3 separate regions of the Mus musculus genome follow, and all the other regions are linked to region 2. Evidence: chromatin contacts called from public HiChIP or PLAC-seq data. All regions are on one chromosome and are shown on one strand. Each heading gives the region's core, a stretch centred on a gene start, on an enhancer-like site or on the middle of the called end of the contact. The rest is flanking DNA. Distances are from core to core; before and after follow the strand shown. Region 1 overlaps Prim2 (DNA primase, p58 subunit). Region 2 has its middle 11 kb from the start of Gm25792. Region 3 overlaps Prim2 (DNA primase, p58 subunit).

Region 1 (4,180 bases), core at 1,303-3,802, 310 kb after region 2:
AAGTCCTTATAAGGATTTATAATATGATGTGGCCTGTTCGCCCTCCATTCATTTAAATGCCCTTCAACCAAAATAATGTTGTTCCATGGTCTTTAAAAATTACAACCCAGTCAATACAGCTGCCAACAGACTCGGCAAGTTCTTGAATTTTAGAGCATGAGGGAAAAGAACAAAACCCATGAGGGAGACAGCAAGAAGAAAAGGGGACAGACAAAAGGCAGAGGTGGGATGACTTTATTAATGAAAAACGATGGTTGAATTTTCCCAAAATCTGGTTTTCTAATTGCGCCATAGGAGAATCTATTAGAAGTATAAAAGATTTCTAAGTTTAAAATGATGAGTAAGCATTTTATAACAAAAAGTGTTTTGTCACTTATTGACATGTGTCAAAATAGAGCCAGCCTCTGCCCTGCTGTCACTAGCTACTGAATATGGAAGCCTCCTCCACTTTAGCTAGTATCTGACTGTGTTCAGTCCTGATAGAAGACAGCTTTCATTCCACAATAGGAGAAAGAGTCTTCAAATCAAAGATGGGAGGCAAAGTTCAGCCAAGCCAGCTGTTCCCTCCCTCAGCTGTTGGGAAGACATGAGTGACTCGCTTCTTCAGAGTCTCAGGAGCAGAACCACAATGGAGGGGCGCTTCTCACAGTGCCTTCCTTAGTTGCTTTCTTCTTTGGTTTTCAAAGTTCCTTGTGGTTTATCAAGCTGTTTTGTTCTCTGTCTCTATTTTGGTGCTGAGGATCAAGCCCAGAGCCCCATCAGGCTGTTTCCAGCATGGCTAGTCTACATAAATAAGGTTTAAAAGGGGGGTTAGAAGGAATGGGGTAATCCAAGCAAAAGACTAGTGTCCCAGGCAAAGGACAGCAAAGGAGGAGGCAGGAACTTCCAGCTCCTCCTGTCTTCCTCTGCTGCCTCTGACAGAAATCTATTTGCCATCAAGAGTTTCTGTGCCCTCCGCTACCTGGCCACAGTAAGAGTAACCAGCAAAATATGGGAAATGTCAAATATGATGATTCTCATATGCCAGTGTGCTTAACCTCCCCTAAGGCCCACAGGTGACTTTTTACACAGAATGGAGGACCCTGAAATCTGTTCCAATGAAAACCACACCATGTTTTCAGAAAGCAAGGCTGGTCAAAGAGAACAGTTAGAAAGGTACAATGGAAGGGAAAACTTAAAAGAAACACCTGCTTTGATTACTTTTACTCAACAATTATAACTGACTGCACTAGATGGGCTCAGGAAAGCAGCCTCCTTGACTGCATAGCTCATTACCTGCACCGTTGGTCACTGCCACAGAAAGAACTAGACTGGGGAAGAAAGTCTCATGAGTTTTCTTGAGACTTCATCCAAGTAAAGAGCTTTCAAAATACAGAAGAGTTGCCCTTGGTTTGAGTACCTTCAGTAACATTATATAAGAAAGCTGCACTGGTAACAATATATGCCATGGTAAACTTCACTAACTTCTATGGGCATGGATCAAGCCCACAATACTATGAATCCAGGCTTATTCTTCCAGCTCAGAAAGCCATGGCCTTGAGAAGTGTGACTAATCCACACACAATATTAAGTAGAAAAGGCGGGAGCCAACACCAAGCCTCTCCTGGGATAACATACAGTGAACTCAGCCAAGCATTAAATAAAATTTAAACTGATTTTTGTATTATAGAACAAGAACAAAGTAACCTCCTATAGAGTCTGAAACAAATTGAATAAAATATAAAAAAGAAGGGGTGGGGTATAACTCAGTGGTTACAAAGTTGCTGAGCACGCTCAAGGCCCTGGGTCCTAGGACAGAGGAAGAGAAAAAAGATGGGTTAGAAAGTCTTAGCAGAAAGAATGCTGGCTCGGAAGAAAGAGGAGGGATAAGACAGGAAGTCTCCATCACAGCAACTGGTCCACCACGCAAGCATCACTTCTAAGACAGATCATCGAGTGCATCTCTAAGGATGGCCTAGATCATCCCACAAGTGAATTAAACTTTCTTTAAGGTCATGCTGCAGTCTGAACACTGAACACTGAAGCAGCCATGTGTTACTACTTAGTGTTTAGAAGCAGTTCTTACACCAGGTGGGAAATGGTTTCCTCATGCAGCCCCAGAGAGAAGGAGATGCTTCTCTGAGTGTGCTCTCACCACAGGCAGATTGGGAGGCCCTAAGAACAGTGACTTGAACTTGCAGGCTTCTGCATGGATGCTTGCAAAGTGTAAACAAAAGGCTAGGGACTAGCTCAGGGAGGGCACTTGCTTACCTCGGGCTAAGTAAGCTCTGGGTTTCCTCACTTAAATGAGACTGAAGGGGATGGGGAGTTGGGGGAGAAAGAGACAAATAGAGATGGAAACAGACACAAACACAGGGAAAGAGAGAGAAAGAGACAGACAGAAAGACACACACACAGGGCAAGGGGTGGAATATGAATGTTTGAACTTGTTCTATATGTATGTTTGCTTTTTAAGATTCTCCTTTAAAGTGTCATCTATAAGCCCACAGGTGCCTATGAGTGAGTGTAAAAAAGTACCAGCTAGGACATACTATTTTTAAACATGCAAAGTAGACTCACTCTAAGACCTTTAACAGCCTACTTGCAGGAGCCCTTCCTCTCAAAGAACCTCCGTTCCCAGGGGGCTCAGCCTAGCTCTTCCCCACCAACCTTCTTAGCCTTCTTTCTTCCTCCATTCCTTTCTGTCAGCCCCTGATCCCCTAGAAATACTTTCTACCCAGAAGCCCTACACTGGGCTAGCCTCAAACCATCGCCATTCCTTGTGTCAGCCAACAATCAATAGGAACATTGTAGCCAGGGCTCCCCAGGGGCTGGGACACAGTCTTCTCTTCTAGGCCATATCCACTCCCACAGAAGCACCCTTCAACTGGGACACCACAGCCACCAACTTGCCTAGGATCCAAGGTGAGCAACAGCAACCAAAGAATGAAACATCCACCCAACAGAGACAAGGCCAGACATCTACACCAAAAACACCTTATACATCCTAACTCCAGATGCCTGGTTCCCAGCACAAAACCACAAACATGAACTGCCAGAACGGTGTGCCTCTTCCGAAAGCCATCAACTGTGCTGGAGTAGGCCCTGAGAATGGAATGTAGCAGAAGCACAAGACAAAGACTTCAAAATAGCAATTATGAATATGCTCAAGGAAGCTCATGAAAACACTAAGAGTTTAATAAAATAATGAAGACATTTCAAGACATAAAAATTAGAACTTATAAAGAAATAGTATCACTAAGGAAAGCCCAAATGGAAATAAGATTGAAAATCAAAAATTTAGGATGTCAAACAAAAACCTCAGAGGCAAGCTTCACAAACAGATTATAAAACATGAAAAAGAGAATCTCAGAAACTGAAGATGGTGTACAAAAAAATGGATGCCTCAGTCATAAAATGTTAAATCTTTTAAAAAATAAAAAAATCCAGGCACAAAACATGTAGGAAATCCATGAGACCATGAGAATACCAAGTCCATGAATAATAGGGACAGAAGGAGAGATCCAGGTCAAAGGAACAGAAGGGAAAAAAAAAAGAAAATATATATATACATATGTATGTGTGTATATATTAATAAATAATTTAAGATTTATTTATGTATGAGTGCTCTATCTGCATGTGTTCCTGCATGCCAGAAGAGGGCACCAGATCTCATTACAGATGGCTGTGAGCCACCAAGTGGTTGCTAGGGATTGAACTCAGGACCTCAACAGACAGTGCTTTTAAATGCTGAGCCATTTCTCAAATGCCCACAGAAAATATTTTTAAGAAAATCAGAAGAAAAAAATTCCCCGACCTAAAGAAGGAGCTGTCTGTCAAGGTAAAAACAGCATATAGAACTCCAAATAGACCAGGCCCAAAAAAAAAAAAAAAAAAAAAAATTCCTCAAGACACATAATAATCAAAAAACTAAATGAAAAGTATAAACAAAGCATCTCTAAGCTCCAAGGGAAGAAGATGAAGTCACATAGAAAGGAAGGAAGGCCATTAGAATAGCGCCTGACTTCTCAAGATCTGGAAGGCCAGAAGGGACTGGGCATACCAAATACTCTGAGAGACCACAAATGACAGATCCAACCAATACCCAGCAAAACTATCAATCAAAATCCAGAGAGGAGGGGGAACAACTTCCATGATAAAACCAAATTTAAGCTATTTTTATCTACTAGTCCACCTCTGC
Region 2 (4,541 bases), core at 747-3,246:
TCCCTGACATGGACTCTGAGTAGATGGACATGAGAAGTTTATCACTGCTCCTGTTCTGATAGTTTGGGGGGGGGGGGGACGGTGCTGCAAGGAGAGACCAGGTGCACAGAGAGGCCAGTAGAGGATGTCATATCTCCTGGAGCTGGAGTTACAGGTGGCTATGAGCCTCCTGATATGCTAGGAACTGAAATCAGATCCTCTAAAGAGCAACAAGTGCTCTTAACCTTTGAGTCATCCTCCCAGGCACTCTTCTCATATTTTAGTTGAGATTTAATGAGACACAGCCTCTAGAAGTTAATGTGAGGTCCACAGAAGAAAATATTCTACCCTCCTTATCTGCAGATCCTCCCTGCCCCCCCTTTCTGAAGTGACATTTTGAAAAACAGGGGAACGCTGTAGTATCTAAACTGATATGTTATATTTGAAGGTGGAACTAGAAAAGAAAAAAAAATAGTCACACCCCAAAATATCTTGCAAAGAAAAAAATGGAAAAAAGAAAAACACTGGCAGCCCATTTGATTAGCTTCAATTTTGCAGCTGTGATTCCTTTTGTAATTAAGTCAAGGAATGACCTTCTACTAAAAATAAAAAAAAAAAAACATTTTTGGCTGGGGTTACAAATATTTCCTTTATAATAAGCCCTGCAACATCCACCTTTAGTTCCAAATCATTGCGTTGAACAAAAAAGACACTTTGGCTGCAATATTGTTTTTCCACTACTGTTCTAATAGGTTATTTCTCTCTAAAATAAACCTTGGGAAGTCCTTGTGACCTTTCTCTTTATTTTCATAAACGTATATAAAATTTCCCAAGTAACAATAATAAAAATTAACACATCTTCACTAAAATTTTTAGATGTTAGGGCCTGGAGAATGGCTGGATGATTAAGAGCAATTCCTGCTCTTGCAAAGGACCTAAATTTGTTTTCCAGCACCCATGTTGGGCAGCTTACAACTGCATATAACTCCAATTCCAGGGGATCTGGATACCCCTTCTGGTCTCTGAAGGCAGAAGCTAAATGCATGCTCATGCATACATATGCGCATACGCGTTCTCACACACACACACACAGAGGCACACAAATACTCACACAGAGACATTGCATACATGTAATTTAAAATTGAAATGTTTCTCCTGTGCACACACACATGTGTTCTGCTTTGGGTGAGCAGCTATGGGGAACAGGGATAAGTCACATTGCTCTCTCACCACCTGGCCACTCCCTAAGTCCCCACCACCACCTCCTGATGCTGGGGAACTGAAGAAGGCAAGGGTGAGAAAAAGCTCGTGGTTCTGTGAGTACTTCCCTGCTAATATACCTTTTGTACTGCCTGGATGTGACTCATGGTCAAAGCTGGGCTTTTCTCCCTTGACACGTTGTAGGCTCTTGGAAGCTTTTTAATAAAATCCCATCTTTGAGTTTATAATGAACAGTTCCTGTGATCACCCATCTGCTTCCCTTGTGACACTCTTAAGCTGGATATAAGACAAACTTCCTGTGAGTCTTGTGTGATGTATAACTGTCACCAGCCCAGAGGAAGTGCTCATGCATGCTTCACTGAAGAACTGGATACGCGAGTTGAAATACCTCATCAAATGGCATCAAAACATAGCAGTCTCTGCTCTTTTCTCCTCTCAACAGTCACAGCCAGATGACCACTTTTCAGCTATGTAGTGTTGAGGAATAATGAATGCTTACTAAAGGCTATAAAAGTGCAGCTCCCCATGGGGTCATTTCCCTACCCCTGCTCCCCCTCAAAAAAAAGAAAGAGAAAGAGAGAGAGAGAGAGAGAGAGAGAGAGAGAGAGAGAGAGAGAGAGAGAGAGAGAGAGAGAAGAGGAAGAAAATCATCCTCATTACTCTTGCTCCACAAGATCGGGAGACTCGGAAGCTCACAGGATCTTTGCAAACAGTGACCTACAAAACTGCAGCTCATTTCTTCCCTAGCTTTGATTAGGAGAAGAAGATAACGATTTCCAGCTGAATTAGATGCCTCCTTAGCTGTCTTTCACACTGGGGTAAGCCCTCATTAAATGCAAAATAGCTAGCTGGCCACAGCGTACTTGGAGTGTAGCTTATAGTAAAATTTATAGTTTTATTTCAAATTGTGCTGCATTCAGGCACACAGACAATGTATGGTGTTTCTTCCATTGGAAAGCCATTTAAGGACTCAGAAATTACTCTCAAGGCTCTGTAGAGATTCTTTAAAAATGGTACCGAGGAGGTAGAAGCAACTTGCTCAAAGCTCTGTGATAAAGTTCTTGTGATTAAAAATCCACCAGGCAGCCATAAACTGCAGAAGAATTTAAAGCAACTGTAATTGTTTGGTCAAATAGAACAAAAAGTCAAATTACTTCCAGGCCATCAAGGACCACACCAAAAACCATGGCTTCCCTGGGAAGTTTAAGAACAGGTATTCCGAAAGAAAAAAGGCAGTAATATAAGCAATGGAGAGGTGGAAGCCAAAACTGTCAATCAAAAACCAGCCTGGGCTACATAGTGATTATGATGAAGCTAGCCCAGGCTATGTAACAAGGCGTGGTCTCAGACAGCCAGTGGCTAGGGATGTAACTCAGAGGTAAACTGGTTGCCTATTATAATCAAATCCCTGGGTTCGATCTCTAATGCTGTAGACAGTCAAAACATTTTCCTGATGATTTGTTAAAGGCTTGTTTGTTTTTATATGTATGGGTATTTTGCCTGCATATATATCTGTGACCAAGTGCATGCAGTGCCCCGAAAGTCAAAAGAGGGTGTTGGATCTCCTGGAACTGTACTTAGAGACAGTTGTGACCCAATATGTGGGTGTTGGAAATTGAACCCAGGTCCTCCAGAAGAGTAGTTGGTGCCCTTAACCACTAAGCTCTCTTTCCACCTCCCCCTTTAATATATGTGTCCCTTCTTTTCCTCCCCCTCTTGTTCCTCCCTAATCCCCACATTACCACCCCCTTAAGAATCACTACTTTAGTTGTAATGGCTTCAGAAAGCTAACCAAAACTTACTGAAATAAAACAGTATTTGCAACCCTAATTTATTTGGAACATAGCTCACATTCATGTGCTAATCTCATCCCCACCCCTATCCCATCTATTAGTTGTCAAATGGTAAAGGGGGGGGGGTCTTCTTATCCCTTCCAAAAGCCCATAATCCATGCTAAGAATATGCATTGTGATACATTCATTTAGCAAATTCTACCTAAACTAGACCAAGAAGTAAAATAGTATTTGCCTCTGACCTTTTCCTTAAATTTCCCTTTGTTTTACTTTCAATTATTTTCATGTCATGTTGCAGCATTAAAGGAGATTGAAGAGAGAGGAATCTCGGGGATTAGTTTAGGTCTAAATGAGTTTATTTGACTTAGGAATTTTTAGCGTGTGAAGTCTACCTCTCTCAGCATATTTAGTACATGTACCACTAGCAGAAGGCTCAGAAGCAAGAGTAAGGAAAGGCGATTGAAACTCTTGTGTATACATTACAGAGAATGTGCCAAGCAGTGGGAGAAGACAGGAGCGATGGTGGTGATTATGCATTAAATATGTGACATGTATGAGAAGTCAACCTCCAGATATGGGATTCTATCCCAGGGAAAACAAATCAAAACTGGAAGCCATTGGCTCCAGGCCTGGACAATGAATAGTTCAGTGGCCTGTGGAGAGTGTTGGTGAGGGTCTGAAAGAGGAAAGAGCGTTATTAGTCTGCACGGTAGAGAGGTTGGCTACACTGACAGACTGCCATGTGGAAAGGACAACTAAAGACCTCATAGATCCAGCTGTGAAATTTACCAGGCAGAATGCAGACCATGCCAGGTTGCTTCTAAAAGCCTATGACAGCATACTATTAAAAAAAATTTATCAACCTAAAATTGCTCAGTTTTCCAGTACCATTTAAAGAAACTCTGCAGTCAGCCCTCACTTGGTTTGAAAACCAAACCCATTTATCAGTTATTTCTCCATTGCTGGGATAAAGTGCCACGATCAAAAGCAACGTGAAGAAGAAGAAGAAAACCTTTGTTTTGACTATGGTTCCAGACAGAGACTTGGTGGGGAGACTTGGTCCAGCCACAAGAACCAGAAGCAAAGACATTCCATTCCTCTCCATTACACAAAGGAGGTGGAGAGAGAACACCTGAAAGCCCACCCCAGGAGAAGTATTTCCTCCAGCAAGGCTGCACCTCCAAACATTTCCACAACCCACCCCCAAACAGCACCGCCAACCCAGGACCAGGTGTTCTAATCCAGGAGCTCATGAGGGACATTTCCTATTCAGATCACAGCAAGGTGTTTCTCTGTCTGCACTCTCTCCAGCATGTAGTATCAAAGAAATGGCTTGGAGACAAAATAAACAAATACATACATACATACATACATACATACATACATACATACATACATACATACATACAAACACATTCAGAATAATATAAGTACAAATTAAAGGGCATGATCTGAAGACATACTCGATGCAAGGCCATTCGGGAGCACATTGAGGTACGCTGGAGGACGGCTAAGAGTAAGCATTCCTTCTCAGGTGTTCTCACTAGG
Region 3 (4,045 bases), core at 877-3,376, 270 kb after region 2:
ATTCTTCTTGTGGCAGGGAAAATGGCAGAACACAGGAAGGCATGTGCTGGAGAAGTAGCTCATAGTTTTACATGTAAGTTCACAAGTGGTAGAAAAAAGAGAGACACAGTCTAGGACTGGCTAGGGCTTTTGAAAACCCAAAGCCCACCTCCAGCGACATACTTCCTCTAACAAGCCCACAGCTACTCCAACAAAGCCACACCTCCTAATCCTTCTCAAGCAGTGCCACTCCCTGATGACCAAGACTTCATATATATAAGATGAGCCTATGGAGTCCATTCCTATTCAAACCACTACCCAGGCCGACTTCTCATGGCCACTGCAGGAATTCCTCTGGATCTACACTGTCCTCTCTTGAAGTTTATCCATAGCTAATCTCATAGGGACCTGAGAAGCAAGAAGAAAGGAGCACAGACCAGCTATGTGTCCTGAGTTTCAAAGCCATTCTCTCTACGTTTTTTAAATCCTAACCATTATTACCTGTGTGGCCCTGAAATAATGACTTTATTCCTCTGAGTCTCAATGTCCTCATCCCGTTAACATGTCAAAACTAAACCGGAGCCAGGAAAGGCACACGCAGTGCCTGTCACCCGTGTGCTCCTTAGCACATAAGAGCACATCAGGTTGGGTTGGAGCCACTGATGGTACTGACCCTGCTAGAATACAATGCTCACTGCAGCATTATCACCTCTACTTGAATCATGTGATAAGGCGTCGTGGGGAAACAGTATCTTATCCACACATTTACTGGGGTCTCTACTTATTTCAATTCTCATTTAATCCAGTCTGCTTTTGAAAATAATCAAATTATTGGCTGAGGGTTTAGTTTAATGGTAAAGCATTTGACTGGAAGTATGAGATATGGGATTCAATCCCCAGCACAAGATGGAAAAAATAAAGTTATTTATTGCTTATGGTTTTTAATAAAATACTATTTTTGCACGTTAAATATGCTTATGTCTCACTCTGTCTAAATATGCTGCTTACATTACCATAAAAATAAGTTTATTTCTGTCCTAGTTTCATCTCTATTTCTATGATAAAAGAGCTTGACAAAAAGCAAAGCAGGAAAGTAAGGTTTTAGTCTGGCTTACAGTTCCACACTACAGTCAGTGTGCTAAAGTCAAGGTGACAGCTAGTCACACCAGAGCCAAGAGCAGGGAGATGTGAACACATGCATGCTCACTTGCATGCTTGCTTGTGCTTAGCTCAATTTCTCCAATCTTAACCAGTTCAAGACTCAATGCCTGGGAAGCTATGCTCTCCACAATGGGCTAGGTGTCCCCACATCAATTAGTCTAGATAGACAGCCTTCCACAGACTTGCCCACAAGCCAGCCCAATACAGACAATTCCTCACTGATTCCAGTTAAAGCTAACCCTCACGGTTCCAAACAAACATAGCTCCAAACATGATAAATATATGTCTTACATTTTTGTTGAGATTAAAAAGTACATAGTTCTCAAAGAAATATATACATACATGAATACACACATTTACTTTGTATATCCAGTTATATATCCCTTTATGTATTTACACAGATATCTACATGAATATAAGGTACACTTTAAGATAGTAACTCAAACCTAAATTAAGTGCATGCTCTAATTAAAATTTAGCACTAAACGGCCTTAATAGGCATTCCTTGTTGTTAACTTTCTAGGGTAATTGTTAGAACTTGATTAGTGACTCAGGATGAGTCTATGATTTGCCAGTCCATTGTGTCTCTTGGGTGGAAACCCTAAGCATCTAATACCAAACTAAAAGACACTAATGGAAAATGGAGTTTGACATCATTAGCTGTTAAGGACAAGCAAAGTGGAACACAACAAGAATACTAGAGACCTATCAGAAAAGAAAAAATTAAAAAATAACAATGCCAAATATTAAGGAGGCCTCAGAAAGCACAAAATACTGGCAGAAATACAGAATGGTACAGATACTATTTGGTAGTACCTTTAAAAAGCAAATATGCGGGGCCACCTTGGGTGCAAACTCGGTGGAAGGTCCCATGGTCCCCAGAGGACTGACTCTCCACGCCGCAGGCACCCTAGCACACCCAGGATCTTCAGATCACTGGTGAGTGGAACACAACATCTGTTCCAAACCAATCGTGACAGGTCTGTGCCAGCAGGGGCAAGGACACAGGAAACTCACCCGACCAGGAGCTTGGTGCCAGCTCTGGGCCACCTTGGGCGTGAACTTGACAGACAATGCCAAGGTTCCCAGAGGACTCTACCACACTGAAGGTGCACTAGCACGCCCAGGATCTTAGAATCACTGGTGAGTGGAACGCAATATCCATTCCAAAACAATTGTGAGGGACCTGTGACAGCAGGAGCAAGGACACACAGGAGCCCTGCCTGACCAGTGGCTCGGGTTCCCTTCTGGTCGATGCTGGTATACCTTGGTTTTGAACAGAGCAGGCAGCCTCACAGATGCCAGAGGAGACACCACTTCCAGGCTCTGTAACATACCCAGGATCTTAGGATTCCAGGATCCCAGGATAACAGGAGCTTGGTCACACCAGGATCTCAGGGTTTCAGAGGAAGCTTGACTGCACAAGGTCCCCAATGACAGAGCTAGAGAAATACCCAGGGAGCTGAAGGGGTCTGAAGCCCCATAGGAGGAACATCAATATGAACTAACCAGTACCCCCAGAGCTCCTTGGAACTATACCACCAATCAAAGAAAACACATGGTGGAACTTGTGGCTCTAGCTATATATGTAGCAGAGGATGACCTAGTCGGTCTTCAACGGGAGGAGAGGCCCTTGGTCCTGTGAAGGCTCTATGCTCCAGTATAATGGAATGCCAGTACCAGGAATGGGAGTGGGTGGGTTGGAGAGCAGAAGGGGGTGGGGAGGATAGGGGATTTTCGGAGGGGAAACTAGGAAATGGGATAACATTCGAAATGTAAATAAAGAAAATATCTAATTTTTTTTTAAGAAAAGCAAATATGCAACCACCATAAAGCCCAGCACTGGGGCTCTGTTCTTGAGAATTTTTAAACAGCATATTTATTCATACAAAGTATGGCACAAAAGCTGGTGGCACACTTATTCATATTATCAAAAGATGAAGACAAATAAATGTTATTCAACAGATGAAGAAACAAACAAATATTATTCAGTGATGTAAAATATATACATTCCTCGAGAATTTTATGCTAAACAAGAGCCTATTTTGTATAAGTCCACGCATGTAACACTTTTTACATGGTAGTCTTATATGGGAAATAGATTACTTCTGGGTAGTGCTTAGGGATAGAATTGAGACAGAATAGGTATGACTGTAGAGAGTTGAGTTTAGTACTGCATTTTCAATATGGTTTGGTGACATGGATCCACAGGAGAACACAGCACAAAACTGCATACATGCATACTGTGCAGTGTCAACCTTCTGGCTTTGAAATTACAGATATATGAGATGCGACCACTGGGCAAACTCATGCAAGGGGCTCTCTGAAACACATTTACAATTCCCCATGTCCCTCTTATTATTTTAAAATTATATTTTAAAGTTCCATACTGTATTATTCCATATTTTATTTTTAAATAAAGCCATAGCAGTATAGAACAGGTTAGCAGATGGCAGGGCTTGAGAGGGGAATAAGAGGTGATGACATAAAAGAAGTCATGGTTAAACAAATCCACCAATGCGAGGAAACTTATACACACACACACACACACTTAACACTAACATTCTGAATAGCCCCATGAATTCTCCCAATGTCTATCTCTCAGGTGTATACTGATTGTTACATAGGATTTCCCGTGGGAAGAAACTGGACAAAGGATACACAGGACCCCTCTGTATGTCTCTCTTTCAACTTCTTATGTATGTGCAAAATAAACCCAACTTACAAAGTCATATTTTGTGTGTCCTGGCGAGTCAGTTCCTTCACGGAGCCCTGCTCCTTCCCTCTTTCCTCCCTCTTTCCTCAGCTGCAGGTCGGCCTGTACTGTTCACTAACCACACACGCCGTGCGCACTTAGACTTCAAATATCAGCTAACAAATTTTCCACTCCAGATCACCTATGTCT

The links. HiChIP or PLAC-seq counts read pairs in DNA pulled down with a chosen protein or histone mark.
Region 1: a RAD21 HiChIP or PLAC-seq map of pro-B cells shows a contact between it and region 2, with 5 times the contacts expected there. The contact joins two enhancer-like sites. A contact is called at or near these places in 2 of 39 promoter capture datasets (the C10 cell line and pre-B cells), 2 of 15 datasets of contacts at CTCF or cohesin (large pre-B cells and pro-B cells), 1 of 484 Hi-C or Micro-C datasets (pro-B cells) and 3 of 115 datasets of contacts at active chromatin or transcription factors (the 230-238 cell line, large pre-B cells and pro-B cells).
Region 3: a RAD21 HiChIP or PLAC-seq map of pro-B cells shows a contact between it and region 2, with 4 times the contacts expected there. The contact joins two enhancer-like sites. A contact is called at or near these places in 2 of 39 promoter capture datasets (the C10 cell line and pre-B cells), 2 of 15 datasets of contacts at CTCF or cohesin (large pre-B cells and pro-B cells), 2 of 484 Hi-C or Micro-C datasets (both in embryonic stem cells), 2 of 115 datasets of contacts at active chromatin or transcription factors (embryonic stem cells and large pre-B cells) and 1 of 9 other capture datasets (embryonic stem cells).

What each region holds. Positions count from the first base shown.
Region 1 is chr1:33,593,584-33,597,763 of GRCm38.p6, forward strand. All of the region lies in intron 7 of Prim2 (DNA primase, p58 subunit), which reads right to left. Among named protein-coding and RNA genes, the nearest start is that of Prim2, 74 kb to the right of the region's middle. Within about 2 kb of position 2,553, at least 30 of the 459 cell types and tissues checked have an H3K27ac peak or open chromatin away from gene starts, as enhancers often do. A contact at or near this core is called in the 230-238 cell line, pre-B cells and pro-B cells, where this site is marked.
Region 2 is chr1:33,280,540-33,285,080 of GRCm38.p6, forward strand. No RefSeq gene overlaps it. Among named protein-coding and RNA genes, the nearest start is that of Gm25792, 11 kb to the right of the region's middle. Within about 2 kb of position 1,997, at least 14 of the 459 cell types and tissues checked have an H3K27ac peak or open chromatin away from gene starts, as enhancers often do. A contact at or near this core is called in the 230-238 cell line, pre-B cells and pro-B cells, where this site is marked.
Region 3 is chr1:33,549,450-33,553,494 of GRCm38.p6, forward strand. The region is part of intron 7 of Prim2 (DNA primase, p58 subunit); the gene reads right to left. Among named protein-coding and RNA genes, the nearest start is that of Prim2, 120 kb to the right of the region's middle. Within about 2 kb of position 2,127, at least 10 of the 459 cell types and tissues checked have an H3K27ac peak or open chromatin away from gene starts, as enhancers often do. A contact at or near this core is called in pro-B cells, where this site is marked.